Regions from separate parts of the Rattus norvegicus genome. Here region 2 is linked to region 1. A link is a contact called in public Hi-C data. All regions are on one chromosome and are shown on one strand. The core of a region is the stretch at or near the end of the contact, and the rest is flanking DNA. Distances in the headings are between cores, read along the strand shown. Region 1 holds the start of Npas2 (neuronal PAS domain protein 2). Region 2 overlaps Npas2 (neuronal PAS domain protein 2).

Region 1 (6,507 bases), core at 2,711-5,210:
AGCTGCTCAAAGTCAGAGACCCTATCCAGCTGCTAGAAACCATAAATTACTATTTTATGGGGTTCCTCCTAAAGATGAACTGAGGTAATGTGAATGCCTGATGCATAATATTAGATAAATGTCACCTTTCATTACCGCAAACATTATTTTCTGAGATTTCATCTAAAACACTGTCCTGTCTAGACAATAGAACATCACTTGGTGCTAAAAAGAAGTGAAAAGGACATGGATGAAACTTAAATGCAGCTGAGTAGATGACAGAGCCGGACTGAAAAGACTCGCACACTGTATTGTAGCAACCACATGGAATTCTGGGAAAGGTCAATCCACGGAAGGAATGAAAAAGCCTAGTGCACGGGGAGGGGTGGACAGGGTTGATGGTTTTGTTTTGTTTTTGTTTGTTTGTTTGTTCATTTTTAGAAGAGTGGGACAATTCCATTTGATACTGTGATACTGTAGACTAGTGCTGTAATTCCTGTAGTAGCCCACACCACATGTCACCAAAAGCAGACACCAATAGCCACCCAATCCCTATGCCAAGAAGTTAATTATATGGGTATTTGTAACTGGGATATGCCACAGATTTGACACGCAGTTAGAGCCAATGGAATTGTCAGATGACTTTTTCTTTATATTGTGAAATGTTGGTAATTAATGAAAATTTTCATCCTCCATACATTTTGATTTCTTGAAAAAATATCTAGGATCACTTGGGGACCATTGAAAGACCTGATCAACAAAAGCAAACTCTTTTAAAGGGTTAATGACCAGGACCACGTGAGAATTTCCACACCCAGCAATGCAGTTTGATCAGTGCCACACACTTTAAGTAATGTGTACGTCATGATGATCTAGCCTGACTTTGCTATCTTGTGGATGCGAAGTCCCTAGGGCTCAGCCACCTCCTCCAAGAAGCCCATTCCAAGTTCCTCCTTTGAACCGAACCGCCCAGTCACTCACCCTATGTAGGTCATGTTTATCTCTCAGATTGTAAACCTCCTGTGCACACGAACCCTCTCAGTGTTTCTGACAGGGCTCTGGAAGGAAGTGTGCTGTCACACAGAAAGAGCAGGAGGTTCTCCTTTGCAATGGGAGGGGAAGCACATTTGTTTGAGGACTCTGTTCTCCATTCAGAGTCCCTCCTGGGTGGGAAGAAACACCGGAGATGGGGTGAGGCTTGGAATAAATATCACCACAGCATCCATACCATCTCCATAACAAACAGGAATAAAAATCAGGAAGACTCCTCACAACCAATAAGAACAGACGGCGAAAATACTTGTTATACTACAGCCCTGTGTTATTAGGCCTTGTCAATAAAAGGTATCCCAGTGGGTTTTCAAGTCCCCAGAGGGAGTTGGAATCTCTTTCAAAGAAAGTTTAAAAAAAAAGAAAGAAAGAAAGGAGAGGGAGAGGGAGAGGGAGAGGGAGAGGGAGAGGGAGAGGGAGAGGGAGAGGGAGAGGGAGAGGGAGAGGGAGAGGGAGAGAGAGAGAGAGAGAGAGAGAGAGAGAGAGAGAGAGAGAGAGCTCTAACTTCTTCATTAAATCCGGTTAGAAACACAATTTCATCTCTACTGGATATTAGTCATAGCCACTGTTTAAAGACACAGTTAAAGCTTGCTTTCCTAAAAGAAAAGGACGTGAGGACAGAGAGAAAAGTAAAGAAAAATAAAATACTCCCCCCCTCTCTAGTTGGAAAGGGAACTCCAAACTAACAAGGGGTCAGTCAGCCTTCTCTTTCCTCAAAAACCTTGAAGTCAGAAGCAAGCGAGCCCGAGAACTTCAGGGTTTGTAGGAGGCTCAGAGTTCTGTGTGTGTGCTTTTTTTTTTTCTTCAGAAGGAGAATTAGACAAAAATAATACAAATGGGAAATAAAGAGAATGACCTACTTTACTCTGGGGGTTGGGGAGGGAGGGAGTTCTCCGTGAGTGTTTTTCATCTAATTGACGGTGTGTAGGGTTGCAGGTCCAAATAAGGAGCCTCTGGTGCTGGCCCGGTTTGCACTGGAGAGGAGAAATCCAGGCCTTGAACACCATCAGGCTAGCTCATGGGACTAAAACCTCAGGAGCTCTAGAGAACCCTTTCGGGGGGGGGGGGGGGACGAACCAGGAGCCAGTGGGAGCTCTTTCCTTGTTGAGACCACTTGCTGGAATGTGAGATCTAGAAGGACCAGGGAGAGCTGCCAAGACAGAGCCGTGCCCCAGGAATTGAACCCCTGCGGTGTCAGGGAGCAGGGGATCTTTGTGCGCCTAGTGCGGGGAACGTGGCTCCCCTCTTTGGGCTGGTCTAGCCAGGTGCCTGCCCGCCATGATCTCCGCCACGGAGTGCAGGGTTGTTGTGGGTTTGGGTGCCACCTTTGAGCTCTTCCGCAGGGCTAGCAGGCTCCCCCATCACCCCATTCACGCTCAGAACCCCCTCAGTGTGTCTAACAGCAGGCCCCGGTTCCCCGAACCCTGTCTGCACATCTGTCTTGGCTAGGGTTTTGCAGAAGCTTGGTAAAAAGGCTCCCTGTGTTCTTGCGCACGCCGCTCTCTACAGCTTCTCTTTTTCTTGGATTCTCGCCTGTCTCCTCCCACAGGAAAAAAAAAAGGTCACGTATGTTTGGAAAAATATGTAGGTCAGTGGAACATTTCCTGCACTGGTGCAAAAGGAGAGAGGGCAGTGGGGGCGGGGAGGGAGAGGCCCAGCGCTGCTCCGAGGGCGCCTCCTGGCCGCAGCCCCCGACCTGCAGCCCTAGGGTTACAAGGGGACATTTAGCGGGTTCTTGCCGATCCTTGACCCATTTTCCGGACAAGCTAAGCTCGCCCCAGAGGAGGCGCCGACTATTCCTCCCTAGCAACCGCTGCTGACTTCCACGAACAGCGTTCTGTCTCACGTCCCAGGACCCCTCGTCTCACCTGGTGTCCCCTCACTCACCCATGTCCCCAGTGGCCTGAGTCACGGAAGCGTATAGGCCTGCCCTTAGAGGTCGGCGTGGGCAAGGGGGACGAGACAGCCACGTTCTAGCAAACATCCCCACTCAGTGACAGCACAGTTGCAGTGGGCACTTCGATGGTTCCATTAAGCCGGGGCACGGGATTCTTTGCTACCCGCCCCCAACCCCAGCCGCCAGTGACAACTTTAGCGGGACCCCGGTCCTTTTCCCAGGTCTGCGCTAAGCACAACCTCCCCTCTTCCACCGCGCCCAGTCCGGACCATATTGGCCGGACCCCCACTTCGATCTCCCTACCACCACCCAAGCAGCCTCGTAGGACTCGCAGAGGCCCTGGGGACGCACGGGTGTCTGCACCGCGGAGAGTCGCCGGGGGTCGCAGGGTCCGCGTCCCTGCGGCAAGCTCTGAGTGCACGGCTCACACTGGGTTTGGACCCTGGGGTGGGGGGGTGGGGAGCCGGTAGCCGCGGGAGCCTCGAGGCTTAGGAGGAAGAAGAGGAGGAGGAAGGGGAGCGGGAGGAGGAGGAGAGGGAGGAGAAGGAGGAGGAGGCGGCAGCGGGGCGGGGAGGCGGCAGCGGTCCCCGGCTCTGCGCGCCCAAGAGTTTGCGGCGCGAGCGGCGGGCTTTCCCGCAGGACCCGAGGGACCCGCGCAGCGTCCGCGGAGCCCCGAGACCCCGGCGGCAGCGGCGAGAGCAGCGCCTCCCGCCGCCGCCCGGGAAAAGCTCCCTGAGCCCGCCTGCCGCCCGGCTCCCCGCGGCGGCGGGAGGCGCGTCTCCCCGGCCCAGTCGGTGCCCGGCCTGGCGGGGCCGCCCCGGCCCGCTCGGAGGTAAGAGGCCACCGCGTCTGGGGACGCGCGATCTCGGGTGGGAATACGTGCGCGTGGCTCGCGGCTCTGGTCACCTGCTCGCTAGCACTGGGGACGCGCGGGGCAGGGAGGGACGCTCGGGCGCGACACCGCGCGAGGCTGCGCAGCGCAAGCACCCGGGGGTTGGGGCACAGGGAGGTGAGTCCTGCGCACTTCAGGTCCTGCCGCCCCAGGCATCGGGTCCTGTCGACCGCTGCAGCCAGACCGACGGTGGGCTCCCGGAGCCACTCACCAAGGGAGAGGACTAGGCACCCCGAACCTCGGGATTCGGGGGTGCTCGGAGGGTGCTAGATGAGTGCTGCGTGCCCGGACAGAATCTTTGAAGATTGCCCGCAGCCCTTCCAGAGCTCCACCGCATGCATCCTGAACCTTGGAAGCCTGGGACGCCTAGCGAGTGTGGTTGCCCGGCCGTGGCCCTGGTGTCACTGCGTTCCTGGGTCTGACTTGGCTTAGGGCCGGATTGAAAGCCGGATCTTTGTGCTTAGACAGCTCCTGGGACTCCCCGGGTTGGATGCTAGAGCACTGTTTTAGTGGGAGGTGTGCCCCCTCCCCAAGTAGAGGAGGGGTGCACCCTTGACTTTTCTAAAAAGCGACTTAGGGTGGAAAGCAGAGGGCAGGGACAGGTACCAAGAGGCTCAATTCAAAGCCAGCCTCTTCCCTCTGCCCGCCTCTCCTTACTGCTTAAGGTAAGAAAGTTTGTTTTCAGCTCTGTGGTTCATAAATAATTAGTAACCAGTTTTGTTGACGAAGCAAGATGGAAACCTTAAGTATACACGCGCATTTCCAGGGACTCTAGAAACTCCTAAGGTTAAACCCGGGAGCCTTTAGTTCCTAAAGTTGTAGGCTGTAGCGCTCAACAGGTGTTGCAAGGGTCCTAGAAGCCCCACCTTAGGCTTTTTTTCACTACCCACTGCGCTAGGATCCGCCCGTGTTCACGGTTAGCTTGCTTCTTTACAGGTGAATATTGAGTAGTTATTAACTGAGTCGGCAGAGACTGCTAGTCTGTCTCAATCATTAGGACTCTGTTATCCTTAATAGGGTTTTCTTTAATGGGAGAGATTTCCCATTTGGACTTTCCAGGTAGTTAGTTAGTCCTGAAGCAGTTCCTAGCAGGACTCAGCTCTGTCAACACCTTCATGTCTCTCTCCCACAGTGAAGTCCCCATCCAGCGAACTGGCCAACTAATTGTGGCTCGCATGAAAAACAGCCAGCCCTGGAAGGCACCCTTCACACTCAAGAGCAAATACTGGCTTGATCTTCCTTCCTGCAGCTAAAATTTCTCTGAAGGAAAATGTTGCCAGAAATAACCTCCAATCTTTTTTTTTTTAAATAACCCCTAAATAAATACAATCCTGTTTTTAAAAGAGATATTGCGATCTGGGCCACTATTTTGCAGAGCAAAAATTTTTATACAGACAAATATGAACCAGTTGAAGAATTGGCATTTCCCAGCAGTCTTTTTTTTTTTTTCCATTTCCCCTCAGAAACCCATACCTCTATTTGCAGGTCATCCCACTGTGCAGACGTGAAAAAAAAGTGTTTTATTCCAACAACTCCCTAGAGTTCCATCTTGAGGAGTGGGAAAGGATATACCCTAAAGAAAGCACGTTATTAATAAAATGTTACATACGCACACCCAAGAATTAGACATGCCCAGAGAATGGAGTGAGACATTTACAATTAGTGCGTTAACAGGAAGTTTTCCTGGTAGAATAGATGTTTATGTGGTAACTGAAGAGATGACCTTTATATAGAAAATTATGTTTTTTTAAAAAGAACGTACTTAGTTGTTTGTAACAATTTGGTCTCTGCTTAACATTTCTAGCTGTTTCATGATGAAAAACAAAACAAACAAACAAGCAAACAGTGAAACCAGTAAAAACAAGTCACGATTTAAATCCATCTTCGGGGAGCTTCTTTCTTAGGTCTTGGTAACCTATAAAAGTAGCTATTTCTCCATTGCAAGAGCCAATGGTGTTGAATTTCTTCAGGTTAAATTAATACATGGGTTTTGCGCTCTCTCTCTCTCTCTCTCTCTCTCTCTCTCTCTCTCTCTCTGTGTGTGTGTGTGTGTGTGTGTGTGTGTGTGTGTGATACAATCCAGATATATATAAATATATCCAGAATTTTGCTTAGATTAAATCCTCAGAAGCCAAAGGGCTAAATCATCATGGATTTTTAAAACAAGAACACGCGTGCTTTGACCTGGATGCCAAGAGCCACCTGTGAACTTTCCACCGGTTGTTCTGGCTGATTCCCCCGCACACTGCACCGTCTACCCCAGCAGAGGTCAAATTGTGAAGGGGTTGAAAATAGCCTAGTGAGTCAGTACTCTTGGCTGCTTTACTCTTAACAGTTTAATTGGCTTCATCATGGCAAGTGTATAATGGAGTTTCACATTTACATAGTGAAAATGGTACTTGAAGCCGCATTGGCTCACAGGAACGTTTCATTAGCATATCCCTCCTCCCCGCCCCGCCCTCGCCCCCCCCCCCCCCACTGGCCTCATGCTATTTGTAGCAAAGAATAGCAAAGACAGGTTGAGGACTGTCACCTCCAAATCTTTTCCTCTCGTCTCTAGATGCTCGATAAATAGGTATGGAAGACAAGCTGAGTTGTCGCTAATCACTATCCAAAGGTTAGATGTTTCTGAGTGCTCATGGGGTACTTAACTATGAGTAATCCTGTGTCAAGTCAGACGGTGATTAAT
Region 2 (6,843 bases), core at 1,525-4,024, 140 kb after region 1:
ATTCAGATTCAGATGAAAAGCCATCTCCACATGCTTTCCACGATTCCAGATAACCGGAAGGGGGGAGGGGCGGGGCACTGTTTGGCTCCTAGGTCCTTTCCCCAATTTGTGAAAAGAATTGAGGATGAGCTAATAGGGAAATTAGCTGCACGTGATTGGTGCAGCACTATTTGGAGACTGTCTCAGAACAATTTTAACTTGTTACCCATCGCTCATTCGTTCCTTATGAACCAACCTAGGGTGAGCATCTGGCACCCCAGCAATGTTCTGCCTTTTGTTCCTTCTTCCTCCTCCTCCTCCTCCTTTTCCAACACAGGAAATGTGTGTAGCTGACGAACCTTTAGAGGAATTCACTTCGAGGCATAGCTTGGAATGGAAATTTTTATTTCTGGATCACAGGTTTGTGAGAAGAAAAACATATTTGAGTTGGGTCCTCTTCAAGTGTTGTTTGCATGAGCCAGGCTCCGCTTGGGAGAATAAAGTCCAGCCTGGTCCATGACAGGGAAGGCCTCCTTGGCAGTACAAACCCTTGTTCCCAGCTGAGGGGAAGGTCGATACCCTGACATCCTTGTGCCTGCCCCACTTGTGGTCAGGTCCCGTGTTCATAGTGATGCCTTAGTCCCAAGATGCCTTTGGGATGGTCCCAATTTAGGCAGTTTCTATTTCCCAATTGGAAAAAAAAAAGTGGGGAGAGAAATTCTCTTAATTTCCTTCACTGCCCTTTGATCCTTAAGCCCAATTTTTCAACTTTCCTCCACAGCATCGTTCCCAGCTGATGAACAAGCAACCACCCTTCCCCACCCTTTAATTTGGGGCATTGGGCTGGATCAGTCTCCAGCTGTTTTAAATTCTTCAGTTCTAGACGTTCTTATTACCACCCGGGCCAGGTTATCCGAAGGAATAAAGTGCCTAGATGCTGAAACAAATGGTTTCTTTATAAACGCAGGCTCTCTGGCCCTAACTGTTGTTACATTGTTACATTGCTGTTTCTCTGCCCCCCCCCCCGTTCTTGATAAATGAGGCCTCCGTGGAAACAACTAAGCAAGCCAACTGAGTGTTACAACCAGCTTGTGAGTTGTGCGTGAAGAGTTCCCCGTGTCTCCCCGCAGAGCCCCTCCAATCATAGGATACCTGCCCTTTGAAGTACTTGGCACGTCAGGCTATGACTACTACCACATTGATGACCTGGAGCTCCTGGCCAGGTGCCACCAGCACTGTAAGTACCACTCACCAGCCCAACCAGGAGCTTTGTTTTTGCTTCTCAAGAGCCCAACGGCAGGATTCTGTGCCTCTGGGAGCCTGCTTGCCAGGGTGGCTCAGGCATGGTGTCCCATGCAGTAATTGTAAGGGGCTAATGGGATTCTTTCCTACACTGAGCCCTATGGCTCCAACTTGGAATTGATATTGCCCAAATCCCCAGCAACATCCCATGATCATCCAGAAAGTCATGCTTATTAATCCTAATAAAAAAATTAAGGTGGGGCTAGACTTTCTTTTAGGCTGTAGAATGCACTTGAAAGACAAAATACCAAATGCCCTGCCTGTTCTTGAGTCACCAGTCAGACATTGGCGGCTGACTACAAGGCTAAGGTTCATCTCCTGTCCTCCTCAAATATAACATTCTCCAGGTAGTGGCTTTGTAGCTTGAGTTTCCCGGTAAAAGTTCTTTTGGACATTCACTCAAAAGATGCTCTTAACTGCAGCCAGCATCTATCTCATGGCTGCCCTCTAGGGCAGAGTCCAGTACAGAAGGGGTATGTGGAGATTCTTGAGGGGATCAGAGGGCCCCTCCAGCGCTGAAGGAAAAGTCGGAGAAGGCTCTGTGCCACAGAAGAGGGAAGCACTCTGGGAAGCATTTAGGGTCCGCCCCATGCCCTGGGAAAGCAAGAATTACAAGCTTTTCCAGTTCTCATTCACAAGAAGAAACAACCACTCGGAGGCATATTTTCGGCACCAGTGCTCAGCTTTGAGTAAAAACAGTTTCCATAATTTCGATTCTGATAAATGGTCCATGGGCAATGGTCTTCAGTAGATGCCTTACCTTTAGGAGCTGTTTGGACTTTCTTCTCTGTGCTGTCCCTGTTGACGGAGGAGCATGCTGGAACTGCAGCTAAGATCTATTAGGATGTAAAGTTCACCTTAACCTTCACCCCTTCTCATAACATTCTCAAAATGTAGCTTAGGCCAGCCGCATAAGCACCAGATTAGCTACGGCTGTAGACTCTCGAGCTCCCACCATCAGGGATCAGGGAGGGGAAAATCCATTTTCACAGCCCCTCCAACTCGGTTGGTATGCACATTCAGATATGAGAAGCATGTCTGCTTTAAACCTCTGGCTGCCTCTGACGCTGCTAGCACAGAAGATGTGCTTGCTTTGTAGAGTGCACACGTCCATTCTGCGAGCCCTCCCTGCTCAGAACTGCATTTTTGAGGCCATGGTTCCCTTTGCTAGCTCCACTTCCCTAGGTAAGATTCCTCACCACTGTTTTTATTACAAGATGCTAAATTGCGAGCACTGCGGTAATAAAATCCAAATTGGTCTTCTTCCTCGGATCCATAATTCATCTTTCTGCCTCACGTGAGCTAATAAACCACTAGCATGCATTCTGTCCTGGATAACCAGCCCTCACCCCCCAAGGAGCCATCTGCAGACAAAACTCCAAGGCCTCTGGGCAGTTGTGCAGCTGCAGGGAAGACCTAGACTGTAGGCGTCCATGCCAGACTCTGTTCTAAAAGCGGTGTAGGCTGAGACTCAACTGTGGATGACAGTTGGAGAGTCTGTCCATCGGTAGCTAGTCATCAGGTCTATTTTGGCTCCACTTCTCCCAGCGTCTGGATGCTCTCTCCTCTGCTCAGCTCTTGAAGTTCCAAAGGCATCATACCTCCAGCAGGAAGATGAGTCCCAAGAAACCAGGGCTTCCTTTTATTTAAGCCTACAGCTGGAGGAAAAAATCTATCCTAGTGTGCCATTTTGTGAAGAAGAACTCTTTAAGCCTCTGCATTTGGTAACAGACGGATTGCCGTATTCAGAGTCCTTCTGTTTGACTGAGTATGACTAAGTCAAAGCACTTGCCTAATAAGCATGAGAGGCCCCAAACTCAACCCCTAGGACCCCACAACCCCCAAGAGTATCAGATAGCATGTTAACCGTCACTTGAAGTACAATGCGACCAGAAAAATAAGCAATATTTGTGCTGCCTCCTGCAACGTCTAGATCTTAGTCAAAAGTCTTGGGAGAAAAGTAACTACTTGGGGGAAAGTGACTACTTTTACATTAGCGCACGTTACATAGTCTGCTGTTTCTCATCCTAGTGATGCAGTTTGGCAAAGGGAAGTCGTGTTGTTACCGGTTTCTAACCAAAGGACAGCAGTGGATTTGGTTGCAAACCCACTACTACATCACCTACCACCAGTGGAACTCCAAGCCCGAGTTCATCGTGTGCACACACTCGGTGGTCAGGTACTGAGCAGCCTGGGCCTCTGGGAGGTGCCTGGGAGGGTGGACAAGGCTCCCCCCAGGCCTAGGGAAGGGCCAGGGACCACCTTAAGTATGCCCTGTATGAGAGGAGAGACTCTGTCTGGCATCTGCAGCAAGCTGGATAGACAGAACTCAGTCCCTGCCCAGGTACACACCCACTCTCCTCCAGGCCTGGGACTTCCTTGAGCTTTCAGTCAAGGCCCTTTGAAAGCTGCCAGGATATTACTTACTAAGTTCCTGCTTCGGTGACCTACTTACATATTTTTCCCTCATCCCTATCCAACCCCCAGCTTTTCCTTGTTGCTGTTTTTGAGAGGAAAATTAAAATGTTGCCACCAAATAACTCAAACGCATACTTCTTTTTTTTTTCTTTAAGTCTTAAAAAAAACCATGCTGGCAACTAGGTAACATTAAGAGAACAGCTGGGCTGCCTCTAGGAAACTGGTCCCTAGCAGCCTTAGGGAGCCCACAGTTCAGGGCAGATAAGCAGAGAGTCAAAGGATAATAATATATCCAGCATAGCATAGATGTAACTGGGTGGGTTCCCAACCCTAAGAGGTGAAGGGAAGTGGTCATTCTCCCTCCATTCCCAGCACAGAAACACCAAGAAAACAAGTTGGTCAGAGGCTGGTTTAGAAGACAGACTTTGTGCCCAGCAAAGTGGCATGCTCCTATTATTCTAGCATGAGGAAACTGAGTCAGGAGGATATCAAGTTTGAGGCCAACCTGGGCTAAAGGTTGGACCTTGTCTCTGAAAAAAATTCTAATAAAATAATAAATATCCCACCCCTCTATCAAGTGGATTTTACATCTATATATGGCTAATAACTGATGGACAATATTTTAAATTATTTTCATATTAAAGATATACAAGCACTTTTTTCTTCTCACTGTTCATAAAGAGTACAGTATACCAGCTATGTGCAAAGCATTTACATTGCACTGTGTGTTAGGAGAAAACTATCAACAGTGTGAGTCTGCAAGAGGGCAATGTGTAAATGCTGCCCCATTTTATGTTAGGGACCTGAGCATCTACAGAGAGATGATATATATGTGTGTGTGCATGTGTATGTGCATATATATGTATCTGTATATGTGTATATACAGATATATGTATATATGTATAATGTGTATATGTATATGTGTATGTATGTGTATATGCATATATGTATATTTGTATGTGTGCATATGTGTATATGCTATATGTGTATATGTTTGTGTGTATGTGTGTACACATATATGTATGCATATGTGTATACATGTGTATGTGTATATGTATATATATGTATATGTATTTGTGTATATATGTATATGTGTATATGCTTATATGTATACATATATGTATATGTGTGTATGTGTATGTGTGTATGTGTATATGTGTATGTGTATATGTGTATGTGTATATATGTATGTGTATGTATGTGTATATGTATTTGTGTATATATGTATATGTGTATATGGTTATATGTATACATATATGTATACATGTGTATGTGTATATATGTATGTGTATGTGTGCATTGTGTATATGTGTGTACATGTATGTATATGTGTATGTTACATATACATATATGTGTGACACATATGAAGATGGGCACACACCTGTGCACATGTATGTGCATTAGTATGAGGAGAATAGGGAAGCACTGACCTTTCTCAGCCATTGATCTTATTTTATCACAGAATGCGTCCATGCTCAGACTCACTCTTGTACTCCCAACCCATTCTCTTGGACTTCCTCAGCCAGTGACCTGCGGCTTTGTGGCCACTCACCCATTGCCTCTCAGGCTATGTCTTTTCCAGTGGACTTCTCAGTCCCTAGGAAAGGGTGCATGACACCCTGCTCTCTCCTCCACCTCCCCAGTCATAGGAAGAAGCTAGGTCTAGGAGAGCATGGAAAATAAACAGTAAATAATAAGGGATCAGACACCCTAGTGTCTCATCCCAGTCCCCTCCTAATCCTGCAGCTCCACCACGGAGTTATCTACAGTGAACAAAAAGGGTCCCTAGATTCAGCAGTGGCCTGGAACTGGCTAGGTTTGTCTCTTTATAGATACGTCCATATATACTGTTCATAATGAACAAGTTTGAAGCACAGTTTTTAATTCTCTACAAGTGGAAGCTTATCAACAAATAAACTATATATCCTAAAAGCTACTGTATCTGGAGATTTTGGGCAATGAAGGGGCAGAGAACAACAGGGAGAGAAATAGAAGCAGCCCAGAAATGGAAATATCTGGAATATACTATTAGAATCTTCGTGAGGCAGTTAGGCAGGAACGAAACTTGATCCTCTGAGCAGGTGACAGGTGGGCTTCTTTGTGCCACACATTCTACGAGTAGGTTTTGTGTAGGGAGCCCCATGTGTCCCAGTGAGCCTCCACGGTGGTGTCTCTCTTCTGAACAGTTACGCAGATGTCCGAGTGGAAAGGAGACAGGAGCTGGCTCTGGAAGATCCACCCACAGAAGCCATGCACCCCTCTGCACTGAAGGTGAGTCCATCTCTGCCCAGAGGGAGAGGCTAAGCACTGGTACCTCTCATGGGTTTTTCTGACAGATACCAGGCTGGCTAGAATGGGTTCATCTCTACTAGGCTCACTGGAGACTCACAGCTCTCCCGATGGCTTGTGGGTGTCTGCTCATTTAGCTTCCACCATGGTCCTGTGAGGAGGGTACTGTGTGCTCTCTTCCCTCCCTCTGAGGAGCATGGAAGCATGGGTACCCAAGCACAGGCCTGTAAGACGCTGGCTCAGAAACAGCCTCTGGATTCGAGGAATGGCTTGACGATTTCCCAGCCTTCCAGTGATGGCTGTAAAAAGCCACAGGTGAAGTGCTGGAGAGGAACCCCATCCCCCACTAGAGTGTGGGACAGTCCTCTCTTCGACTGAGCTTTGCTATATTGCTTCCAAGTATTAGCCTGCTCCTCCTGAGCTTGCTGGCTTTGATTTTGCCTTGTGGTGCCAGGAGGGCACTCCATGTTTCCGACTCAGTGTCACAAGATTTTAGTTAATAGCCACAGTGGCATCAGAATGCCAATGTAAAGACGATCCTTCTGTCCACCAATCCCATCCCCTCCTTCCTTCCCCTACCTAGAGTTCCCTGCTCCCATCTGTCCAGACTTTTCCTCACACAGTGTCAAGGAACAGTGAAGGTCAGAGCCTCAGGCCTCAAAGGCCATTTATCCAGCAAGCAAAAACATTAGAAGATGGAGTACAAGAAAGCTAAGAGCATCCTGGGCTAAGAAACTGAGCCCCTGTTCTTTCAGGAGAGCAAACGCTGCCCATCAATCTATGAAATGAGGATTTCTTTTCCTCAATTGTGGGGTATGTTGAAAGGTAGGCGAATGCTTGGAAGCAGAGCCATTT

Evidence for each region. Hi-C and Micro-C count contacts between places; a contact is called where the count stands out from the background.
Region 2: a contact with region 1 is called in a Hi-C map of psoas muscle, with 2.5 times the contacts expected there. The contact joins the enhancer-like site here to the promoter of Npas2 in region 1. A contact is called at or near these places in 9 of 12 Hi-C or Micro-C datasets (the A7r5 cell line, the Rat2 cell line, Schwann cells and 6 more).

Annotation. Positions count from the first base shown.
Region 1 is chr9:48,955,605-48,962,111 of GRCr8, forward strand. Npas2 (neuronal PAS domain protein 2) reads left to right here and starts at 3,961. Exons shown (of 21, transcript NM_001108214.3): 1 at 3,961-4,483.
Region 2 is chr9:49,098,292-49,105,134 of GRCr8, forward strand. It overlaps Npas2 (neuronal PAS domain protein 2), which reads left to right. Exons shown (of 21, transcript NM_001108214.3): 9 at 317-399; 10 at 1,110-1,216; 11 at 3,313-3,460; 12 at 5,886-5,970. Among named protein-coding and RNA genes, the nearest start is that of Rpl31, 41 kb to the right of the region's middle. Within about 2 kb of position 2,775, at least 11 of the 93 cell types and tissues checked have an H3K27ac peak or open chromatin away from gene starts, as enhancers often do. A contact at or near this core is called in prefrontal cortex, where this site is marked.